Regions from separate parts of the Pan troglodytes genome. Here region 2 is linked to region 1. The links are chromatin contacts, called in public Hi-C maps. All regions are on one chromosome and are shown on one strand. The core of a region is the stretch at or near the end of the contact, and the rest is flanking DNA. Distances in the headings are between cores, read along the strand shown.

Region 1 (4,794 bases), core at 1,380-3,879:
TATATATATATATATATATATATATACACACACAAAGAAATACTTTGTACAAAACTGTTAAAACTAGGAGATTTCTGAACATAATATTTTAATTAGTATACATTTCCCTTGACTATTTAATTAATTAATCCATTAATTAATAGGATAGGCTTTATTCTGTGCCAAATTCTATGCTGAGCATTAAAAATAAAATAAGAAAAAAAAGACTTCTCTTCCCTTTGAATTTAGAGTCCACTGAGGAAATGTGATACAAAGCAATAGGAACTATAATAGATAAATGCACTCAACACCGTAGAAACATAGGAAGAAGGAGCTCCTAGAATACTTGCAAAATATTGTGATGTATTATGCAAGGCTTTTTCAAAAATATATAAAGTAATCCTATATACTGAGTCCCTAATGCAAAATCTTATATCCTGAGTCCCTAATGCAAACTGTAGGCAGATTAGCTTTAGGGGAATACAATAGCCCTTAATCATGAGTAATCCAACAAAATATGTAGACAATCTGTCATCAGCTAGAGTCTTCTAGAAGAATAGAGAAGATACTACTAGAAGGGATGAAAAACAACACAGGAATTAATGAAATGAGTATAACAGTATAGATGTATTAAAAAATTAAGCACATTATGCCAAAATAGATACAGAAAGATTTATAGATGGTTTATATAATTTGGGGCAGGGAAAAAAAGAGATAAATTGGCATTAGGACATTCATGACTAGGAATATACATCTGTATCCTAAAAAAATAACCTGTGATTAGTTTTGTAAGTCACAAAGACTGGCGCCTAAACATATCTCAAAATTTTGTTGAATGAATGGGTAAATATAAAGGAAACAATGCAAGATATGTGATAAGTAAAATGTTTTCAATGGTTACCAGTTTTGAGAGTAGAGAAAGAGTATATTTGAAATTATTTCTCTGGAAACAAATTAAGTGCCCTGGATTGCACACTGTGGCAAGCACCTACCAAGTCATGTCAACAGCCCAAGAAAGAGACTACCACATTAACTCGGTTTGTTCAATTTCAGTTTTCCTATTTCCATAAGTGATTGCAACTTTGATTTAACAGAATAGAAAGAGGCTTCACAGCATCAATAAATGTGCAGTGAATATTTAATAGATGAAATTAGACCACTAAAATATCAGATTATTATTTATTATTTTTAAAATTGACAATAAAATTGGATGTATTAACTGTGTAGGACATATTGTTTTAAAGCATGTATGCAATGTGGAATGACTTAATCTAGCTAATTAGCATATGCATTTCCTCCCATAGTTATCACTTTTGTGGTGAGAACACTTTACATTCACTCTCTTAGCATTTTTCTAGAATTCAATATATTGCAAACTATAGTTGCCATGTTGTACAATTCTATCAAAAATATCAAATATCATTTCAACAAAGTTACGCAATGAGAACTACACTCATTGTTTTAAATCATAGGTTAAAAAAATAAATTTGTTTTCCTCATGTATAATCAGCACATTGTGACAGTTCACTCATAAAGCTTTAGTTGAGATGGCAAAGTGTATGTGAGAACACAATTGCATTGGGCAAACATCGTTTTTGTCTCAAAAGGAAGATTATAAAGTTTAATTAGATGTTTGGGGATCTTTAAAGTGCTTTAAGTCACCAAAGTTATGTATCAACTTTAAAAAATCAACCAAGGGAATACTCACATTGTCACTTAAGTCCTTAAGTCAAACTTTTTCAACTTGAATCTGTAATTTAAGAAGATTCAAAGTTAGACATATTGGATGTTATTTCTGTTCTCTTTGATACAACAGGAAAAGGAAAATGAATTTATGTTGATTGATTTTCAAAGAGATTAGTTCTATGGATATGCTCTAAGAAAAAAATGGGATTTTTAAAAACACATTATTGTCAATAATAAAAACATTGTTAACTAATAAACAAGGCATTTTCTAATCTCCTCCATAAGGTGACAGCTGCTTTTGTAGCCAAGGCAGTGAAATTAAACCTGGAATATAATGCTACTCTACACATTGGGGGGCAGGGAAAGAAGCATAAACTGGATCAAATGATGTTTTACACTTGAGACAATATGGAATAAAAATAATTGAAGTCTTTTTTTCTAACTATTGCAACTTACAGAAATCTGTGCCCTTAAAAAGCAGAATGCACTGTAGATTTTGAATCACCATTTACCAAACAGTTGATTTTGCCATTATAATAAACCCTTTTAAGGAGCTTTAATTCTAGGTTTCAGCATTCCTGTTCTTTATTCTTACCAGCTTCAAGCTCATTGAAAACATTTAAGACAAAGAAAAAAGTCCTCTTCCTAGGCCATAGAGATTGTAATAAACTTACATCTGAGGTGCAACATTCTTTTTCAGTGGATAACAAAGGGGAACTCTATGCATCTGCTTTGCATGAGTCAGATGTAAAGTAATCCTTTAAACCATATTGCTTAGTCTCTTCACTTTGTTTATTTAGTGTAGACCTACTTATTTATTTATTCAGTGAAAATATGTGTGATATGCCTTTACTGAAAGCAAACAGCTAATAAGTTAATATCCTGAAACACCCGATAGCCAACCTGCTCATTTCATTTGTATTCCACAGATGCCTCATTTTTTCCCCCTCACTGCCTAGCCTGTACTGATCAGTATTAACAATGGGATTTTTGTCTCACTTGAAAACTTTCTTGTTCCATTTGAGTTGAGGTGGAGACTCTCACTTAAAAAAAAAAAAAAAAGGAAAAAAAACCCCAGGTATTTTCAGTGTTTCACTGCTTTTAATATATTAATATTCAGGAACACCGCATTCATTCTTCAGATAATCTCACAAAGTAGCTGTAGTGATGACAAGACCCTTAAGCAGATAGAAATGGCAAAGAGAAAATGCCACTTTGAAACATTCTGAAATGTTAAAAATGTGTTGAATTTAAGAAGACAAAAGAAAAGAGAGACCATAGAAGTGATAAATCATTTCTATAACCGTATTTTAGCTACATTTGGCAAGTGGGATACTAACCATAACTTATGAAATTTTATGCATCCCTTCTCTTGTCACTCTCTTTCATCCCCCACTCAAACTTACCAACCTAATAAAATTCACCTACTGGCTCCATTACTCAAACTCTCAGGGAAAAGACAGTTTACCACTAGAAGACTTTCCCTGTAATTTCTGATAACCTAAATTGTCTAGGATTTTCTTCAACTCTACCGCCATCATTAATGACTATTTGAACAGTTTCTGGTCTCCTTCTGTATTGTTTTAATATTAAGACTTATCACATCAATTCATTTGAAAAACAAGGAATATTTTTATGTTCTGAGTCCCTATTTACCTTAAAGTATCATAAACATTAATATTGCAAAAGAAAACAGGAAAACACAAAACTTTTTTTTTTTCCCCCAAACTGTTACAAATTCAGTCCAGGGGAAGGAAGAGCTTCTTTTACTGAAATCACTATTCATGATGAGGGTGGGTCAGGGCATGGCGGGGTGGGAGAGTCAAAGGGAGAGGGAAGAGTTAATGCTTCCCTACAGATTGAATTCTCTTTGCATTTTATCAATTCCTTCTCTCAACTCATGCTTTCACATGTTGCTTATACTGAAAGCATTCATAAGGGTCAGATTCTAAAAAGTTTAACTTAATTTCTTAAACATTGCTTTTAACCTGCCACCCCCGGTTTCCAGCAACATCTACAGTAGTTCCTAAATCACTATCATTTTTGGCTAGAATGAATAATACATCAACTGTTTAGTTTCTCCAATTAATAGAGTGTCTTCTGATCGTCTAAAGAATTTTTTCACCCACAGAATTCTTTTTTAGAAAAAAGAAAGGTTCAAATTTCTTGTATAGAAAAACCTTCATTAAAAATGAATTTCCAACATCAGAAGTCAGAGCAAGGCAAATGTTTGAGTATGACATTTGCTGAAATTCTGTTGATTGTAAGCCTTCCTCAAATACTAATGAAGCGTTCCTTGAAGAAAAAAAAAAACGGAAATAACAGATGTTGATTGAAAAACAATATGTTTTTTACATGTCTCAATTGAAAAACACCTTGCCAAGAATACTAAAATTTGTGTTTTTAGTACTGGTTTCCTCTTTGGTGTTATTTCTTAGAAGAACAGATTAACTAACTCATTTAAAAATTCCTAACTTAGTAATTTCCTTTAAAGAGGTCATCTGCTTCTGAGGGTGGCACACTTTTGGGGATTTCCTGTATCTGATCACAATGAAATGGGTATGGAAGGTGATTTGCAGAAAGAGGTGAGATTATTTAATCAAGTGCATCCTAACTTCAGGTACATTTTGTCCACTAAATCTTTGAAATACATCTAAAACACAATTTCTCCTTATATTCTTTTCTGGGCAAATACAGCTAGTATTTCTACCTAACCATTCACAGAGAGATTCAGGGTATGTATAACCAAGGAAAGTACTTAGACGGCTATCTCACAAATTAGGAAACAGCGCTGCTCTTAAATTACAGTGTTTATTATTATCCAAATTTGTTTCAATAATAGCAAAATATAGAGAGTGAACGTTTTAAAATTAGACACGTTGGTTTCATCCAATACATGAAAAGATAAAAAATACATAGCCAATGTGTAAATACTTTAATACGTATCTTCTATGACTACAGAGGTCTTTACTGAAAAACAAGTTAACTAACCTGTTGTGAAATGGGAAGTGTTGATCCTCTAGAAAATCAAGCACACCATCCAGAAAGTTGCCACTGTCAAAAATTTTAGCACTCTTTCCCAGTACAGAGGGAGGTGAGGTTAAAAACTACTGATTTATTTGACAGAAA
Region 2 (4,794 bases), core at 1,191-3,690, 820 kb before region 1:
TCTTTGTCTGTCAACTCAGTAACTATAAAATTATTAAAATATTTTTATAAAAAGAAAAACTTAATCTCAAAAAAAGTAAAAGTATTAGCTAATAATGTCATGGGAATTCTAATGGCAGTAAAGATAACATGTATCATTAAAACAAAAGCACTGTATTCCATATCATATTATATAACTTAGTGGATCAAGCATTTCATAAAGAATTAAAAATTAAGAATTTTCAACAAACAAGACTTTTTATTAGAATAGATATTTAAGAGTTCAAAACAATTTTAGAATAATTTTATTTTTAAAAATTATGGATCTTATAGAAGTTAGGTTTATTAGGAAGTATGTGTGTGACGGAATCAGAGGACCTTTGTCATTGATTGTCAAACCTGATTATTTTGAAGATGGCAATTCCACAAACCAGAAAAATAAGGGATATTCCCAAGACAAAAGAGACGGCTGTTGAAAGGTCAAAAGTAGAATTAATTAGTTGCTATTAATTCCCACAAGTTTGACGCTTAATTTGTACTGTCCACCCAAAACTAGGTCTTCAACAGTTCACTGCAATGAATGTCATTTAGCCACTAGGTGGTACTATCTAACCTTTACTGAGAAAATTATAGACTGCTAAGATAGGTTTTTAAGTTTGACATTTGGAAAAATGTACATTTAATATTCTTTAAAGATCCCAGAGTTATTTAAAAACAATTAAATAATTCAGACTATTTTGTGCAAACAGGATCATTATTATATATGTTACTATACTCCAACCCCAGTGCTCAGAAGTTTAAAAATGCCTATATTATATAAATTAAAGTGGGATTTTTTTTTCTTTTTCTAAACTGTTCTTTCAATTTTCTTTCTGTACTAACCTGACACTTCATTTAATTTCAATGTAAGATGATGTATTTAAGATACCTCTTTTAAATGTCAATTTTTGGTTTGCATTATCAACCTTGTATTAAGTTGAACTTAAATAATTTTAAACAAACCTTCCATTTCTCATCTATTAATAAGGATTCTGAAGATAGAATACATTTGAAGAGTGAGCTACAATTTCCCTCAGATAGCTTCAATGATTTTTTTGTTCATTTGACAACATTATTAAAAGAAGATATATCTGTCTTTCATGGTGAATTGGATATAATAACTACTTAATAAATATATATTACATGGAAGGAAGAGAGAGAATTTGTTATTTTAATATATTTTTAACTTTTTAAGTTAAGGTCAAAACGTTTGCTCTATTAACGTTTCAAACAATATTTAAATTATACATATATATATATTACTTTTGTTAAGAATATACTCTGAATATGCATCCTTTAACATTCTCTCTATAAATGGGTGTTCTACTAGCTAAAAGCTATATTTTGGGAGGACAAAACTTAAACATTCAGCTTCACTTCATGCATGTTTCATTTAATCTGTTTTTTGAAAGGCATTTAAAGAGAAGTGAGGGGAATGATTTGCAGGTTTCTAGGGATATGCTTACCACTAATTTTTGAGATAGAAACAATGGGATCATGGGTTATGCATTTTTTCAGACATTGGAACTGTCCTCAAAGTTGTCAGCATTTCAAAGGAAAAGTGGAATATGGAAGAGGTAGTGCTGGAGGAGTTGCAGATATTCAAGGTAAGACTCAGTCCAGAGTGCCAGGAGAAAAGATGTTGAAACTGAGTAGCGCTTGTTACAGGGCACCCTTGTTTTAATACATCATCAGGTTACCTGAAGAAGCCTTTGAAATTAGCTTTCTTAGTTTTCTTTTCCCAAAGCAGTGGAAAAAGTTTTATAAGCGACTAGGAATGGGACTCACCTTCCTCTGTAGAATACCGCTGAATTCAGGGCTCCCGGGATTGCCTCTCATTACTGCATTCTCTAAGCATATAGTCAGACAAATTGCCACATTAAATGAAAGCCTGGGGTCTCTTTTACTATCCAGATGCTTTTCTACTTTATAAATTTTACTTTTCAATTTTTCCCCAATTGAATTTGAGAAAAATAGACCAGTGTATAAATCATGTGTCCCTGCTTTTCTGTAAGGAAATTAAAAAAATATATAGGTTGCATCATAGTAAGTCTTCATGTATGCTAAACTCCTCTCAACCGGCAAAAAGAGTTAGTAGATCTAGAAGAATAGTTCTCCAGATTTGGAGAATGTATTTGACTTTTAACAATAACTCTCAATTGTGGCATGCTTTGTAAATCCTCAGTAAAATTAAGTTTACAATTATTTGCTGATTGTAACATTTGAAATACTTTTTTTCTCAGAAAAACTTTTTTAACAATATGCTTTGTTTATTATAACATTTTTATTGAGACAGTTTATTAAAATGGATTGTTTCCATGTAAATAATGCTTTAAAAGAGAATAAAGCCTTCCTCTGTGAGGGGCTCAAGTTAATTAACATGCTGAGTTCCACAGGATCCTGTTTACGTTGTGATGATAATAGTGGTCAGGGAGTTAACAAGAACAAGACCTGCTATCTGGTGTCTACCAAAACAAAATCTTGGGTGGTTCCTAGGGGAAGGCCAGATGTCAAACATAAGTGTGAACCCAGAGGCCAAAAATACAGTGCCTATAACACACATAAGCACATTAGAACAAGTCTCGTTCAATGGTGTTAGACAGTGGTCAAGAAGAATTACTTGGATTCTGCTGTTAAAATTACATAAATGACCAGTTTTTGTTTTCTTTTCTTATTGTAAAAACAGCTTTATTGAGGTATAATTGAGATACAAACAAAAAACTGAACATATTGTATGTATATAATTTGATAAGTTTGGCCATGTCTTTAAAATTGATAACAAAAATGCTATTTGATAGAACTTTCTCACTGAAATTTTTTCTTTCATATATTTCTTTAAATCTTTAACATCTAATACTGCTTGTCAATTAGTAAATATGAGCTGGTGCTAAATGAATAAATAGTAGACAGATGATAGGTAGATGGAAAATTTTTTAAGCCATCTTGTCCTTTTTAGTTTGTTAGCTTTTGTGTTCATGTTTCTGATTTTATCTTGCATGCACTGAGCCATATTTTTTTACAAACAAAACTAGCCTTAGTTCATATCATGAAATCATGTGCACCATTATTGTGTAGTGTTCCGTAAAGAATATGGTCATCCACAAGGAGCACTATAACTTTTCAAAACTCTGCTACTTAAACAACTTTTTGAAACACTGATCTAAGTAAGAGCAGAAAGAGGTAATAAATAATTATGGAGATGTTCTTGTCAACACTAGTTTGACTTATATGGAAGCAGTTAAGATAAGCAGATTTAGAAGAAGAACACTTGTGAGTAACTGGGAACAATTTTCAATGCAGAGTATTTTCCTATACATTTAAGTCACTTATCTTTAATAAGATACTACAAAATAACTTTTTATCATTTTTGTTAAGGTACAATCACTACATTTTGGAAGAAAATAGCAAACAATAAGAACTTTATTTCCTTATGTAACAGACTTGATGTTTACTTCAGTGATATATGGCATCAGATAAAACAACATATTGTTTAATATAAAAACCTGTTAATGATTATCTTTATTGACATTTAACTTCTATTTTCAGCACTCATCAATCATCTTGAACATGGAATTGTCTCTGAAGCAGGTACTTTTTAACTTTTGTATGAAAGTTAATCACAAAAGCAATGGGCTGCTTGAATCAAACTTTATTTGAAAAAAAATCCATTGAAATTGGAAGTTAAATTTTAAGAAATTTAAAACATTATTTGTTTCTCTTGTAATTCATTAGAGACCATTGTTTCAGCCTTGCCTTGGGAGAAATTGAGACAAATTTCATTAATTGAATGATGCATTCTCCCCTTCCTTTGGATCTTAAAAACTGAACTCACTTTCCTAGGCTCATGAGAATGTCGTTCTATCAAGCCCATTAGACATTCATGTAGAATATCAACCCTAACCATTACAAAGGGTTTTTAATCTGGGGGTCTAGGAGTTAGAATATGAACTGTGGTGGCAGCCCAACAGCCAACCTTCCACATATCACATAATATCGAACTCTCAGAATCAATTTCCTCAACAGTAAAGTTAGAAAAACAATATCCACCTCCAGAGTTTGTTGGGAGTTTAAAGAGGATGCTTCATACAACATTCTAAACAGACAGCAGGCACATAAGTGTAAAGTAAATGGTAACTAATTATAATAATAGTAATAATCTTTAACATTATTTCATAACTCTCTGATATGATATTCCAAATTACAATTGTTTCAAGAGATTCAAACTGCACTATTATTTCTATTTGCACCCCCAAGATTTAAGAAAGCCATATGACATGTTCAACATCAAGGTGTTGCTAAAATTGACTTAATCTATTACTGTTCGTATGGCAGAGTGATTTTTTTAGGAAATTATCTAAATAGTTTTCTTCTTCAGGGCTTTGTCATTTATTTGTTCATTCACTTATCATTTATTTCTTAAAGGCCTAAGGTGCTTGGAGGGTACATGAATGAATGAATAACATAGCTCGCCATTAACCTCCAGAAGCTCACAGTATAGCTGAGTGTCAAAGGAAGACACTTACACTGCACAGTAATAAGAGAGTCTAGAAAGACAGAGACAAGAAAGTGGCCTAAAGGGAGCCAGAAGGAACAGGGAAAGATAACTGAAAGAAGAGACATACAGCTTGAATTATGAAGGATGTCATAGTTAACCAGATATATTAAAAGGAGAATGGAATGGAGGAGCATATGCCAACCAGAAGGGGAGAATCTTTGCCAAAGTGTGAAGAGTGAGAGACTATAGCTTATTGTAATAAGTTTGTGTACAATTAGAGTA

What was found. A called contact is a pair of places that touch in the nucleus more often than the background predicts.
Region 2: a contact with region 1 is called in a Hi-C map of induced pluripotent stem cells, with 3 times the contacts expected there. The contact joins two enhancer-like sites. A contact is called at or near these places in 3 of 7 Hi-C or Micro-C datasets (blood, induced pluripotent stem cells and stem cell-derived neural progenitor cells), 1 of 1 datasets of contacts at active chromatin or transcription factors (stem cell-derived excitatory neurons) and 1 of 1 other capture datasets (stem cell-derived neural stem cells).

Annotation. Positions count from the first base shown.
Region 1 is chr6:93,553,961-93,558,754 of NHGRI_mPanTro3-v2.0_pri, reverse strand. All of the region lies in intron 3 of SEMA3A (semaphorin 3A), which reads left to right. Among named protein-coding and RNA genes, the nearest start is that of SEMA3A, 310 kb to the left of the region's middle. Within about 2 kb of position 2,629, at least 5 of the 24 cell types and tissues checked have an H3K27ac peak or open chromatin away from gene starts, as enhancers often do. A contact at or near this core is called in induced pluripotent stem cells, where this site is marked.
Region 2 is chr6:94,370,182-94,374,975 of NHGRI_mPanTro3-v2.0_pri, reverse strand. SEMA3D (semaphorin 3D) reads left to right here. Exons shown (of 18, transcript XM_016957662.4): 13 at 1,536-1,624; 14 at 3,564-3,605. Among named protein-coding and RNA genes, the nearest start is that of SEMA3D, 170 kb to the left of the region's middle. Within about 2 kb of position 2,440, at least 1 of the 24 cell types and tissues checked has an H3K27ac peak or open chromatin away from gene starts, as enhancers often do. A contact at or near this core is called in induced pluripotent stem cells, where this site is marked.